Linked DNA regions of Mus musculus: region 2 is linked to region 1. A link is a contact called in public promoter capture Hi-C data. All regions are on one chromosome and are shown on one strand. The core of a region is the stretch at or near the end of the contact, and the rest is flanking DNA. Distances in the headings are between cores, read along the strand shown.

What was found. Promoter capture Hi-C pulls out the DNA fragments that hold promoters and counts their contacts.
Region 2: a contact with region 1 is called in a promoter capture Hi-C map of pre-B cells, with 3 times the contacts expected there. The contact joins the promoter of Psma2 here to the promoter of Edaradd in region 1. A contact is called at or near these places in 2 of 39 promoter capture datasets (liver and pre-B cells).

The regions. Positions count from the first base shown.
Region 1 is chr13:12,517,718-12,524,493 of GRCm38.p6, forward strand. Edaradd (EDAR (ectodysplasin-A receptor)-associated death domain) reads right to left here and starts at 2,733. Exons shown (of 6, transcript NM_133643.4): 1 at 2,201-2,733. The coding sequence starts at 2,231.
Region 2 is chr13:14,610,249-14,617,349 of GRCm38.p6, forward strand. Psma2 (proteasome subunit alpha 2) reads left to right here and starts at 2,994. Exons shown (of 8, transcript NM_008944.2): 1 at 2,994-3,067; 2 at 5,764-5,840; 3 at 6,489-6,621. The coding sequence starts at 3,027. Mrpl32 (mitochondrial ribosomal protein L32) reads right to left here and starts at 2,789. Exons shown (of 3, transcript NM_029271.2): 1 at 2,644-2,789; 2 at 1,175-1,356; 3 at 53-492. The coding sequence starts at 2,770. The coding sequence ends at 238.

The DNA of each region.
Region 1 (6,776 bases), core at 1,483-3,982:
TTGCCTACAGGACACTCTCTGTGGACATCAGTTCACACATAGAGATTTGATTTGATGCTCCCTTTACTACAGGTTGTGAGCATTTGTTCTAGATGGGCCAAGCTAATTAAGACCGTAGCTTCAATTCTTGTCCTTTAATGCTGTAACTGTCTCCTACGTTCATATATCTACCAGCACATACACATGGCTTTGTGTGTGTGTGTGTGTGTGTGTGTGTGTGTGTGTGTGTTTATGTGTATATGATCACATAGGTACAGTGCACACATGTGCAGGTGCTCATGCACATGTGTGTACAGACGGGAAGTCAACTTTGGGTGTCTTTCTCAATTACTGTGCATGTGTCCAATGTATATGTACATGTATGCCGACATTTGCATGTGTTTGTATGGAGGACAGAGGACTATGCCAAGTGTCATGCTTTGTCATTCTCTACTTCTTGAGACAGGGCCTCTCACTGAACCTGGAACTAAGCTGATGGCCAGCAAGCCCCAGAGATCTCTCCACCCCACCCTCCACAGCCCTAGCATTGAAGGCATGGGTGCCACGGCAGTTCCACTCTGCCTGACTTTTAATATGGGTGCTGGAGACCAGAATGCAAGACCTCATGCTTGCTTGGCAGGCACTTCACTAACTGAGCCATCTCTTCAGCAACCCCCTCTCCCGGAGGCTTTTTATGCTGGTGTTACTGCTGAACTGGTTGGTTTCCACCCCGTCCCTGCCCCCATTTTCTCTGATGCAGTCGGGTCGAGAGGCAGCGCAGGCAAATGTTACCTGTATCCTTATCCAATGAACTCCTCTTCTCCATCTCTTGAATCCAGTATCATTTACTAAGTCTGGGACCATCATGACTAAAACCAAACACCCCTTGACATCTTATTCATACAGTCCTCAGCACAAGGAGGACAATACATACATAGCAGCAGGCACCCGATGAGAGAATTGTCCCCTTAAGTCCCCTTCTGTTCTTGCAAACAATGTGAGGGTTGGCCAGTTCACTTGATAGCCCGTGGAGCGTGCTACGTTTGAATAATTTAGTTCTTTTTTTTTTTTTTTTTTTTTGATGTCACTAGTAAACAGCCCCCTTCCCAAACCAGCACTCCAAGATGCCAAATCAGAATGGCCGCCAAATCAGAATGGCCACTGGGCTTAAGCTTCTGGCCACTGCCAGACATGGTATCTTCTCTGTCAGGTCAAGCCGGTAATCAGGGCTTAGCTCTTGAACTCTGTCCCTACTCCACTCAAGAAATGAAATACGAAACACAAGCAATCACATCGATCTCAGCAGTCTAGTCTGGTTCTGTGTGGCTCTTACCAGAGTGTCCAACCTCACCAAAACCAGAGAAAGACCTAGCGTACTCAAAGGGACATATCATCCTTTCGTTCACAAACACCGATGGAGTTTGTAGCTAGATTACAGGAGGACAGAGGAGATTCCTGGACGTTGACGTTTAAAGGAATTTTCCTTAAATGAGGGAGAAGCGATAGAAAAATCTAGATTCTGACCTCAGATATCAAAGCACATTTTTAATGTACTACGGGGACTAGAGACCTCCACAGGTGGGGATTGCGCATGTGGGCTCAGCCTCGTGGCTCTGTGGACAGTATAATAGTTGAATAGTGGCTCGGAGAGGTTAAGACTTGCACAGAAGCAAACACATCTCAGCAAAGTGAAGCTAGGAGGGAGAAGACGAACAAGGAAATGTGCGAGTGGAAAGCAAGGGAGAGCCTGGAAGGAAGGGGGTGCAGAATCCTCCCTCCTATGTTCTTTTCTATCAAAGGTTGGCTGACTTGTTTCAACCAGGCACCCGCGTGGCCCAGAACAAAAGCGCTCGGCCGGGCCTCCGCGTGGGGAGAGGGACCACGCACACCTTGCAGTGTGCAGGAAGCGAGCGATCAGCTGCTGCTCACAGAGGGGCAAGCGCAGGGGTAGGATCGGGAGAGGTAAGACGCGTGCCGCAGCTGTTCCCATCCAGCCTGACACACATCTGGCGCCCTGGTGTCCAAAAGAAAAAAAAAAAAAAAAAAGAAAGAAAGAAAGAAAGAAAGAAAGAAAGAAAGAAAGAAAGAAAGAAAGGAAGGAAGGAAGAAAGAAAGAAAAAAAAAACCGCTCCCAGGGGATGACTGAAGTTCAGTCTTTCAGTCTCATTAATCCAGCTGGTGGTCACACCCCAAGTGAGGGCGCGGCACCTTGCCGCTTTACCTGAGCGCAGAGGGTCGTCCGGAGAAGCCATGAAGACCAGGAGAGGACAGATGAGTGTCCGAGCAGGGGTGGACAGTCTCTAGGACCCCTGAGAACAGCAGGATCGCAGGGACCCAACCTCTTGCGTGGTAATGCGCGACTCTGTCTGCGCTCTGCCCTGCTGCTGCTGCTGCTCCTCCTCCTCCCTTTCCTCTTCTTGATCTCTGCCACTTCTTCCTCGTGCTCACTTCCTGCAATTAGCAAAGCCCCTTCCCGGCGCGAGTCTCTCCAGAACTCTGGAGAGGATTCCGTGGGTTGCGGTTGGGCACGAGAGGACACCGAGGGGCCCCCGGAGCACTTGCCCTGCTGGTACCTAGGGCGTAGAACCCTGGTCTTACCACGGAGGTCCCACGCGATCGCAACTGGGAGAGCCTTTCAGCTAGCCTTCCCCTGGCTGCCGCACGCGCGGGTGGCTTTCCCGGCTCCTAATCTCGTCCTCAGCTGGGACACCAAAGCACTCCCAGCGTGCTCCTTGCACAGGCCCGGGCTGAGACGCCTGCCGGCGATTTGATGTTTGAACAGTTTCCTAATCTTCAGGCAGCCTGAACGGCGGCATGACCGCACACGCTAGCACTTTCTAATTTGATGTTTCTTTGGCATTAGTTACTGCCTGACCTCCTGGGTGAGCACTACACAAAGGAGCGGGAAGAAAAGTCAGTCTTGAGGTCTCTGGTTTACTCCTCTGAAGGAAAAAGCAAAAACCAAAAAAACAGTATACGGTTCTGTTAGAAATGCAGAACCCATGGGCCCTTAAACGAATTAAGATTTAGCTTAAATGGGATTTTATTCTAATTAAGAGCAGAGAATCTGATCTTTTATTTTTTTATTTTTTTGTTTTTTGTTTTTTGGGTTTTTTCGAGATAGGGTTTCTCTGTATAGCCCTGGCTGTCCTGGAACTCACTCTGTAGAACTCAGAAATCCACCTGCCTCTGCCTGCCAAGTGCTGGGGTTAAAGGCATGTGCCACCACTGCATGGCGAATCTGATCTTTTAAAATGGCTATATTTTATTTAAAAGTTTAAGTTATTTCTATTATTTTTTAAATCATATTGGGGGTGAGGGGTATGAACACACAAGTACAGTGCCTACAGGGTCTAGAAGACGGTGGTAGCTCCCCTAAAGGTGGAGTTGCTGGTGGTTGTGGCCTTGCTAGGAACTGAGCTTGGGTCTTTTGCAAAAGTGGTAGCACTTTCAAGGCTAAGCTGCCTCTCCAGCTCTAGTGGCAGCATCTTCACTATGTGCCATATACAAAGGTTACAGACACGTTACATTTAATAGGAATCTCTGAAAGGAAGCACATAATCTATATCTGCCTTGGACATAAGCATAGAACTATTTTCTTTTTAAAAAAGGAGTTTAAAGGAGATGCCAGCCAAGGATGTAGGTCAGTAGTAGAGTGCCTGGCATGCATAAGCCCCAGCCTGATGATATACGTTGTAATCCCAGCACACAAGAGACTGAGGCAGGAGGGGAGTCTGGAGTTTGAGACCACCAAGAACTTTATGGTGTGGGGCTTTATTAAAAAAGAGGAGGAAGGGGGGAGGAGGAGGAAGTAAGAAAAGAAAGATTATTTCAGTATTTGCTGGACAATTTCATTAACAAATTACCCAATTCAGATTAATTAATAAACTGAACATTTCAGGGAGACAGCAAATGCCAATGTATCTTTGTGGTGCCCCCCAGGCTGCTCTGTGGTTCTGAGGCTCACGGCACTCTTGGGGTTGGTTTGTATTCTCCATAAGATGCTGCCATGGAAGAGTTGGGTCTTTAGAGAGGAGGCCACAAAGGCTCAGGTAAGGTAGGGAAATTAATTTAGAAAGGGTATTTTCTCAGGGAGTCTACTTTGAGGTTTGGTCTGTGGTTCCTTCTATACTCCACGCAGAGATGGAATTCATTTCTGAGGTTTGGTTGTTAGAAACCACATATACAGTTGGGCTGTCTTGTTAGCGCAAGTTCTAGCGGTTTGTTTTTCAAAAGGAAATTGTCAGTACGTTTCGTTACTTATATCTTTCACTAGGTAGAAGATGATTCAGATATCTACAGTGTCTTTCTTCTTATGTGTGTGCACATGGATGAGTGTGTGCCATGGAAGCAAACGCAGAGGTCAGAAGGTCACTCTCTCCTGCTGTAGGTCATGGGGATCACACTCGGGCCATCAGGCTGGAGGCTAGGACCGTCCCTTCCCTGCTGAACTTAGTCTCTCCCTCTCCCTCTCCCTCTCCCTCTCCCTCTCCCTCTCCCTCTCCCTCTCCCTCTCCCTCTCCCTCTCCCTCTCCCTCTCCCTCTCCCTCTCCCTCTCCCCTCTCTCCTCCTTTCTCCTTCGACTTACTCATCGTCGTTGTCCCCTCCTCCTTCTTTGAGAGTCTCACTCTGTAAACCAGGCTAGCCTCAAACTCAGATCCACAGAAGGGCTGGAATTGCAGGTACCTTCCACATCTGACTAAGGTTAATTAATTATTTTTAGCCTTTATGTTTTTATGTGTGGAGGTGTGTTTGCCTGCCTGCATGTTTGTGTGCAGCATGTATGTAGTCCCTTCAGAGGCCAGAAAAAGGGCTTCTATTCCCTTGGTATTTGAGTTACAGTTGTGGGTGCTCAAACCCAGTCTTCCAGAAGAGCTGTCAGTGCTCTTAACTGCTAATATCTCTCTCCAGTCTAAGGGGAAGTTTTTTTCTTTTTGGCTTTTTGAGACAGTGTTTCACTCCATAGCCCTGACTGTTCAGGAACCTGCTCTGTAGACAAGGCTGGCCTTGAACTCAGACATCTGCCTACCTTCCAAGTCCTGGGATTAAAACCACTCAGTCCAAGGTCATGTGTTTGTTTTTTGTTTTAAAGAAAGAGCCGATATTTCAGTGTGATTCTTTGGCTTCCTTTCTCATAAGCTGTAGCTGCTGCTCTCATCCTCTATTTCCCCTACATGTTTTGTGATCACTAAAGTATAGCAAATCATAGGACCTACTGTTTTCAGTGTTCAAAACAGTAATGAACAGTTTTCTCATCCTCTTAACTTCCCATGAAACGCTCTTACGTCTCAGGACATCCAATATGGAAGCTTCTGCTGCTCCCAGAGACTGCCCTTCTGGGTAGTGGTGCTCATGTGACCCTTTCTAAAGTATTTTTTAAGACTTATTTTTATTTCTGTGTGGATATGTGTGAGTGCAGGTGCCCACAAATGCCCAATGAGATGTCTGATGCCTTTTTATGTTTTTCAAGACAGGGTCTCTCTGTGTAGTCCAGGCTGGCCTCATACTGAAAGATCTGCCTGCTTCTCTGCCCCATGAGTGATGGAATTAAAGGCATGTTCCACCACCCAGCAAAAAGTATGTGTTTATGTGTATGTATATGTATATATGGTTATGTGCATATGAGTGCAGGTGCTCACAAATGTTAAAAGAAGGTGTCTGATTCCTTAGAACTGGAGGTAGGGGGGCGTTGTGAGCCACCCAGCATAGGTGCCTGGGAGCCAAACGCAGGTCCTCTGTAAAAGTACCGAGTGTTCTATGCAGCACCTAAAATATATTGACTGACTGACTGATTGATCAGTTGTGTGAAAGCTTGCATTTATGTGTGCACACGTGGAGGCCAGAGCACAAATTTCAGGAGCCAGTTAGCTCTCTATTTTCTCCTGTGGATCCTGGTGATGGAGCTCAGGTCCTCAGGCTCAGCAGTGAGCATCTTTATCTCTGAACCATCTTATCGGTCCATATCCTTGTAAAACTGGACATTGTTGACGTTTTCATAGAGTCCCCCAAGCCTCATCAGTCTTGAAGACCTTTGTCCAATTCTCTGTTTCCCTTGCTTTAATGCTTTCTGTTTTGTTTTTTGGGTTTGTGTGTGTGTGTGTGTGTGTGTGTGTGTGTGTGTGTATGTAGTTTATCTAGTTGGGGTGTGGACATTGTGTGTGTCTGTTATGAGCTTGGACATGAGAGGCCAAAGATGTCATACTTCTTCCTCTATTGAACCCTCCCTCCCTCCCTCTTTCCCTCTTTCCCTCCCTCCCTCCCTCCCTCCCTCCCTCCCTCCCTCCCTCCCTCCCTCCCTCCTTCCCTCCTTTCTTCCTTTCTTTCTTTCCTAAGACAACGTGTCTCTGGCATTAAATCTCAGCATTCTGGTTAGGCTGGCCGGCCAGCAAGCTCCAGGATCTCCCTGTTTTCACCGACACCTGTGGCCATGCCCAGCTTCTACAGGAGTGCTGGAGATTTGAACTTACGTCCTTTTGTTCTCTTGGCAAGTGAGCCATCTCTCCAGCTCTGTTTGTTTGTTTGTTTGTTTTGTTGCTATTTTGGGTTTTGTTTTTAACTTGCTTCTATGCTGAGAGCGCCTCTCATGTATCCCAGCAGCCTTGAATTCCCTGTGTAGGTGAGGATGACCTTGAGTTTTTAATCCTCCTGCCTCCACCTCCGAGATTACAGGCACATGCTATGCCCAATGTTGTTGCTTTGGGGATTTTTAATTTACCTCTACTTGTCCCATTCTGACTCGGTCATCTCAGAGTCCAACCAGCTGACTTTGACTCTGGCATGAAACCACAAGAGAATCA
Region 2 (7,101 bases), core at 1,744-4,243, 2.1 Mb after region 1:
CTTAATTAAAACCCAACAGCATTATAGAAATACACAAATTAATCCATTGAGCCTTTACATAAATATGCTGAGTTTATTCATGATACAGTCTTCAAATTACCTCATTTAAAAGTAACAACTAACAAAATCCATTTTAAAATACATTGATAATTTGAAAACAGGCACAACATGAAAATGAAGACTCCTGATTTTAAATAAGTGCCTAACTATGAAATTATCTTTTTAACATTTTTTAGTTCAATTCTGGGTGAACCAAGATGGCCTCTTTATGTTTCTTTCAACAATCCTCTTGCCCTGATCCTTTTCTGATGGTTTCTCTCCTGTGTACAGCACCATAGTCTCAACGGAAGGAGCTCTGAAAGGACCTCCTTCTTGAGCCCCTATTTGTTGTCTGATTTTTGTCGTCTCCTGGCGTACTTTCTCATAGCAATATCCACAAAGGACATGTTTCTGCTTCAGGTGACCACATTCAGGGCAAATGTCTATATTGTTCTTTAAAACAAAGAAAAACATATTAATAACAAGCAATATAATACATAATCACCAGCAAGAACTCTAACATGCTGACATTGTAGCTTTCTGAGAATGTTCGTGCTACATAAGACTATATACTAGCTAGTTCAACAATATATTTTAACAGGAAAACCAAAAAAAAAAAAAAAAAAAAATAGCAACACTGAGTTCAAATTAGTAAGAAAATTAGGACTAAAACTCAAGTTTACCAATCTGGTATATTTTTATTCGTATAGCCTATGGGTAAACTATTCTCAAATTCTTTTGTCTAATCTCCAGCTTGAGTAGAATATTTTCATTATATGAGTGTAGTGAATTCCACATTAACAATTAAAAGCATAGTCAAGAAGTTTGGAGATTTTTTTCAGAATTGTTTGTAATGATCTCATTTGACTTTTGAATTAAGAGCTCTATCAGTCCTCTAACTTCAAATAATAACCAACAAGGAGCCCATCTAAGCAATGGGATGATTCATTAAGAGTATCTTAAAACATTAAGGAAGAATTAGATTACGTATCTATCCATGATGAGCCAAACAAGATGCTAAGACTATTATAAGGCTGGTTTTCTCTGCTACACAAATACAATACCGGGCTATTCAGTGTTAGACTTGTGGAAGAGAGTGTGTATGTGCACACACCTACACCCGTTCACACATTACCTTAATTTTAATAAGCTTTTGAGGGTTTCTTCTCCTACATCGGTTAACTTCGATGGTGCGTCTGTTTTTGGGAGCTGCCATCCAAAAGATACTATCTAAAAAGCTGGAATTCTCTTTATTTTCACAAGTATCATGTGCTAGCTCTGTGAGGATGGATGGTCTCTGGACGGCTAATGCTGGTGCTATAAAACAAAACAGAGATGCCGAATCAACTCGGAGTTCCTAAATGAATACAGCCACTATTTCCTTTAACAGTCAACATGTGTAGTGTCACTAAATATACACACCTATAAATTATATGTGTTTGTGAGTATATGTGCACATGTAAGGTCAGAGGACAGCTTTCAGAGTTAGTTCTCTCCTTACGTCATACTGGCCATGGGGCTAGGACCCAGGTCCTGAGACTTAGCAACAAGGTCCTTTACTACTGAGCCATATGGCTGGCCTGACATAAATAGTTTTGAATGTTAAACACAACAAACATTAGTAATAATCCCCAGCTATTAAAATATACTAAAGCTCATATAAAAGGCAATTTAAAATACTTCAACTGGAATGCTTTCTTATTGCAAGCTACCAAAGCAGCCAGGCTACTCTACTAAGCATTTCCTCCGTATATAATCCGGGACACTGCAGTTCAGTAATAAGTAGTGTACAAGTAATCTAATCCCGAGACTCCCTACATTCACTCACATCACTGAGATGACTACAATGGTCATCTGTACCACACTATCCTGATCCAGTTAGGTCCTTTTTCTTTAAACCTGGTAGGTTCCTAAAGCCATTAAATTTTTCCTTAATATTTAATCTTAACCTGTGTTCTAAGAAAAGATTTATTATTTATGAGATTATCAAGTGTTTCACCTTTGTTTTTCTAAATTGCTTAGATCACTTCTTTACCCTTTCTTATGTTCTTCAGACTTGCGAACGTTCGTTCAATTCTTAGGACTTCTTACCACTACATAAACTGTCCAAGCACAGGCCTATTAGACAACGAATGGACTGAAATGATTATCTCAGGTAGAACATGGAGACAATTATTTATTATGCTGCGCTTGAGATATAATAAAATATATCTCTGTTCAGACTGGGCATTATCACTTTTGCGATACACTGTAAATAATACAGCAATCTCAAATTTAACGCCCAAGATACCAGGAGCTCGAAGCTAGCCTGGGCTACACAGTGAGTTCTAGACCACCCTGGCTACGGTGACAGTTTCAATAAATAAATAAATAAATAAATAAATACGAAGCTAGCCTGGGCTATACAGTGAGTTCTAGACCACCCTGGCTACGGTGACAGTTTCAATAAATAAATAAATAAATAAATAAATAAATAAATAAATAAATAAATAACCAATAAACAAACAAACAAATAAAATAACGAACCAATCAACCAACCAAAAACCACGCTACAACCCGGAAGCCCTCACCAACCCTCTTTCCACGAACTCTCTCCTTACGGACCCCACGGAGGACTGACAAAGCGACTCCAGCTCTGCTGCAGTTGCCGTTGTAGCAGCTCCCAGCACCTCTGGAGCGGTCCGGGACGCACCGGCCATGGTAGTGAAAGCAGCAGCAACGAAGGAGCCATGATCTTCTCAAGACAGAGCGGGACGCGGGCTGAGCGCATGCGTTAAGTCCGCCCACTTCCCCGCCTCCTCGCTCAGAGCATGCGCAGGCCCCTCTTGCGCATGCGCAAGGGTCAAAGACCGCTGTGATCCAAAAACTCCAACTCCCAGCTACCCCTAGGTGACTCTCCTCCAATCAGAGCAAAGAAGAAAAAAAAAATTAAAGGAAGCATACTTACTGCGCATGTGCGTGGCTGTGTTCCGACTTTCCGGGTAAAGATGGCAGAGCGCGGTTACAGCTTCTCGCTGACTACATTCAGGTATTCGGGGGACCCGCAGGTTCCATGCGTCGCAGATCACAGGAGCGCCCCAGACATGGTCCCGTGTGTCGGACCTGGCTGGTGTTTGCGTAGGAGTGCACGGTGACGGAGCTGGACTCGTAGCTTTGCAGAGTCATGTTCCGTGCCAGGCCTGGGCCCTGGCTGAGGCCGGCCGTGTTGCGGGCCGAGGGACGGGAGGCCCCAAGCCAAGCACTAAGCACTGGCTCTCCTTCTAGACTAGGAGAAGGGTGCTTTGAGATAGTCTGTTTTCAGCTGCTCTCTTCAGGTCCAGGATTTCTTTACTGGCCCGGCTAGGCCTGAGCGAGAGCTTTGTAAACCCAGACTCCTTATGGGACGTGTGAGACGTCCTTTTTCTTTTGGGAGATCCTTATTTGCTGTTAAATCTTAGTTTTAGTCTCTGTTTAGCAGCGATGTGCTTTGAAGCTCACACTGCTTTCGGTTTCGCCTGTGCTCCTGTAGAAGCTTAAGAAGTATAAAATGAAGGCGCTGATTTCCTGTCAAGTTTTTGTGGCACATGCAAACTGATAACCTCTGTATTTTGCTTGATCCACTAACAAATTGCTTTAAAACGATTTTAGACCCTTATGTTTTGGGAGAAAGAATTAAAGAGTTATATATATTTTCTCAAAGTGCAGTTAAGGGGAACTATTGTTCCCTGTTTAAGAAAAAACCATCATGGATGAACTTAGACAAAGGACTGTGTTTTGACCATTTTCTTTCTTTTTTTTTTTTTTTCTTTCCATTTTTTTATTAGGTATTTAGCTCATTCACACTTCCAATGCTATACCAAAAGTCCCCCATACCCACCCACCCCCACTCCCCTACCCGCCCACTCCCCCTCCTTGGCCCTGGCGTTCCCCTGTTCTGGGGCATATAAAGTTTGTGTGTCCAATGGGCCTCTCTTTCCAGTGATGGCCGACTAGGCCATCTTTTGATACATATGCAGCTAGAGTCAAGAGCTCCGGGGTACTGGTTAGTTCATAATGTTGTTCCACCTATAGGGTTGCAGATCCCTTTAGCTCCTTGGCTACTTTCTCTAGCTCCTCCATTGGGAGCCCTGTGATCCATCCATTAGCTGACTGTGAGCATCCACTTCTGTGTTTGCTAGGCCCTGGCATAGTCTCACAAGAGACAGCTACATCTGGGTCCTTTCGATAAAATCTTGCTAGTGTATGCAATGGTGTCAGCGTTTGGATGCTGATTATGGGGTGGATCCCTGGATAAGGCAGTCTCTACATGGTCCATCCTTTCATCTCAGCTCCAAACTTTCTCTCTGTAACTCCTTCCAAGGGTGTTTTGTTCCCACTTCTAAGGAGGGGCATAGTGTCCACACTTCAGTCTTCATTTTTCTTGAGTTTCATGTGTTTAGCAAATTGTATCTTATATCTTGGGTATCCTAGGTTTTGGGCTAATATCCACTTATCAGTGAGTACATATTGTGTGAGTTCCTTTGTGAATGTGTTACCTCACTCAGGATGATGCCCTCCAGTTGACCATTTTCTTAAGGACTGACAGCTGAAGGCAGCCAGGATCTACTTGTTGAATATAACAGTAACTAGTAGTGGTTTTTCCATTACCACCTATGTATAATGAGTTATAGATGAACCTGGACAATTGAACTTTTTCAAGGTTGTCCACAAATAGGTAAATCAGGACTCAAACCTTGTTGGTTTTGAAAACAATTAATAGACTTTTTGTTACAATATATTATCTTTTGAGAATTGCCCTTTACAGTTTCACATAAGAAGTGAGTTAATGTTATTATTTTGAAATCTTTAAATGAATTCCATTAAATTCCTTAGCAAATGATTTCATTATATAATTGACAGAGACTAAATTTTGCATGGTAGTCGCTTATATTTGTAAACAAAACAAATACGGTCGGTCCTAAGTGGTTTCATTATAGCTGAGACAAATGGACATAGATCGTGAGGGACTGAGTTTTTAAGTTATTAGTTATTTAATTTCTTTTTGTGTCAGAATTATTGGTGACCCAGGCTGGCTTCAAATGGCCAGTAACTAAGGATGCCTTTCAGCTTATCCTTCTGCCCCCACTTGCTCTGTGACGGGATTTTAGTAATGCACGCCCATACCTTATTTATGCTGTGTCATGCATTCTAGACAAGCACTCTGCCATAGGAGCTACATCCTCAGTCCTTGAGTCTTTTATATAACAAACATCTCAATGTTTTCACAAACAGATTTCTTTATTATAACAGTCCTTTAAAAAAAATGATAAGGTTTAGCTAGCAGCTTACATTTGGTGAAGAATGGTAAATGAAAGAAAGAAATTGGCGTGGACTGGTTTGCGTTCTACCAAACGTGTTCGTGGGGATTTTGTTGAAAGAGGCAGTGGGCTACTGGGACTCATGAGCACAGCAGCTGCCTGAGTTCTCGGTACACTTGCCTGCAGTGGGGAACAGAGGGAGTGGGAATGCTTTGCTAACCAGAGATGGGGAAAACAACAGCAACAGAACACAGGAAGAGAATTTGTGCCCATTCGAGACTTGGACTAACTCCGTAGTCTGGTAAGCTTAGCTTCCAAACACCTTCAGGGTAGATTTCAAAGGCCAGAAGGTTTGATTAGTGAGGCTTGGCCTCTGTTTTCCTTCTGTCAGGTGTCCTGTACTATTTTGAATGTGTGAACAGAGGGAATGTCTCTGTTTCTTTTCCAGCCCATCTGGTAAGCTTGTCCAGATTGAATATGCCTTGGCTGCGGTAGCTGGAGGGGCCCCGTCAGTGGGGATTAAAGGTAACTCAGTGTTTCCTTCTCTTCAGATGCTTGTTAATAGTTAGCTGAAGTAGGTGTATGTGCATAAGCCTTAACAGTCTTTGTTAGAGAACTTTGAAGTTAAAAGAAATAACATTCTGAAATAGATGTTAAGTCATAATTCTTAGTGATCTTTGTGTTAGATTAAGGAATTTTGAAGTTTTAAGAAAGTAGCATTCAGCACAGTAATTTAAAATTTACAGCAAATATAGCATTTTAATCTATTGTGATAATTCATAAGTTGACTTTCATTCAGGAAACTATTGTTTTCATTGGTTCTATTTTTCTATGGAGTTTTATCTTCTTTATCAAGGGCTAATTATAAAACATCTGAAGATAAAATTATTGTATGTTCTAGTATCCTTATAGAGAAATTTCTTATTATTTGTATTAGAAGGCTTAACTAGATTAAAGCCAATAAACCTGAAAATATTGAGAGAGACTGGGTAATGCCTGCAGCTATGGGGATTTTACTTTTTTATTTTTTATTTTATTTTTTGGTGTTGTGTAAGGATCCAGAAAAAGGTTTTACAGTCTAGAGAAGGCAACAAGTTTGAGTTTAATGCATCTGTAAGTAGAAGGCTAATGAAGGATACATTGTAGTATTAATCTTTTTTTCTTCTTTTTAAGCTGCAAATGGCGTAGTATTAGCAACCGAGAAAAAGCAGAAATCCATCCTGTATGATGAAAGGAGTGTTCACAAGGTGGAGCCCATTACCAAGCACATCGGTTTGGTGTACAGTGGCATGGGCCCCGATTACAGGTATGTGTACTGTTTGTGATGTTTTCTCATCACGTCGTCCTAATTCTTCTTTGGTTTCAGAGTCATGGCAGCCTGACGACAGCTAAGTTTTGTTTGCCTGCAAGGGTTACTTTATGGAGGTTGGTCTTGTGATGCATGGTTGTAAAACAGGTGACTAGTGACATGCCTTTCTTACCTGGCTTTCTCATCACTCTCTCATTCCCTCCATCCAAGGACTCGGTAGGAAGGGCTTTGGTGTTTTAAAGCACCTTAAAAATGATTGAATGCATTCATGCTATAATGTATTGTTACAGTGGTTTAGGCAACAAGAAAAAGCAGGGCCATGTAGAGTTAACATCATTCTGTTTATATCTGCTTTTCTCAAAGGGATAACTGTCTCTAAGGTCACTGAAGGCTTCTGGATGGCCAGGCAGGACTCAGGCATATAGAATTGCTTCCTCTGAATTCCACTGGAAAAGAGAGTAACACTTGTTACATTGA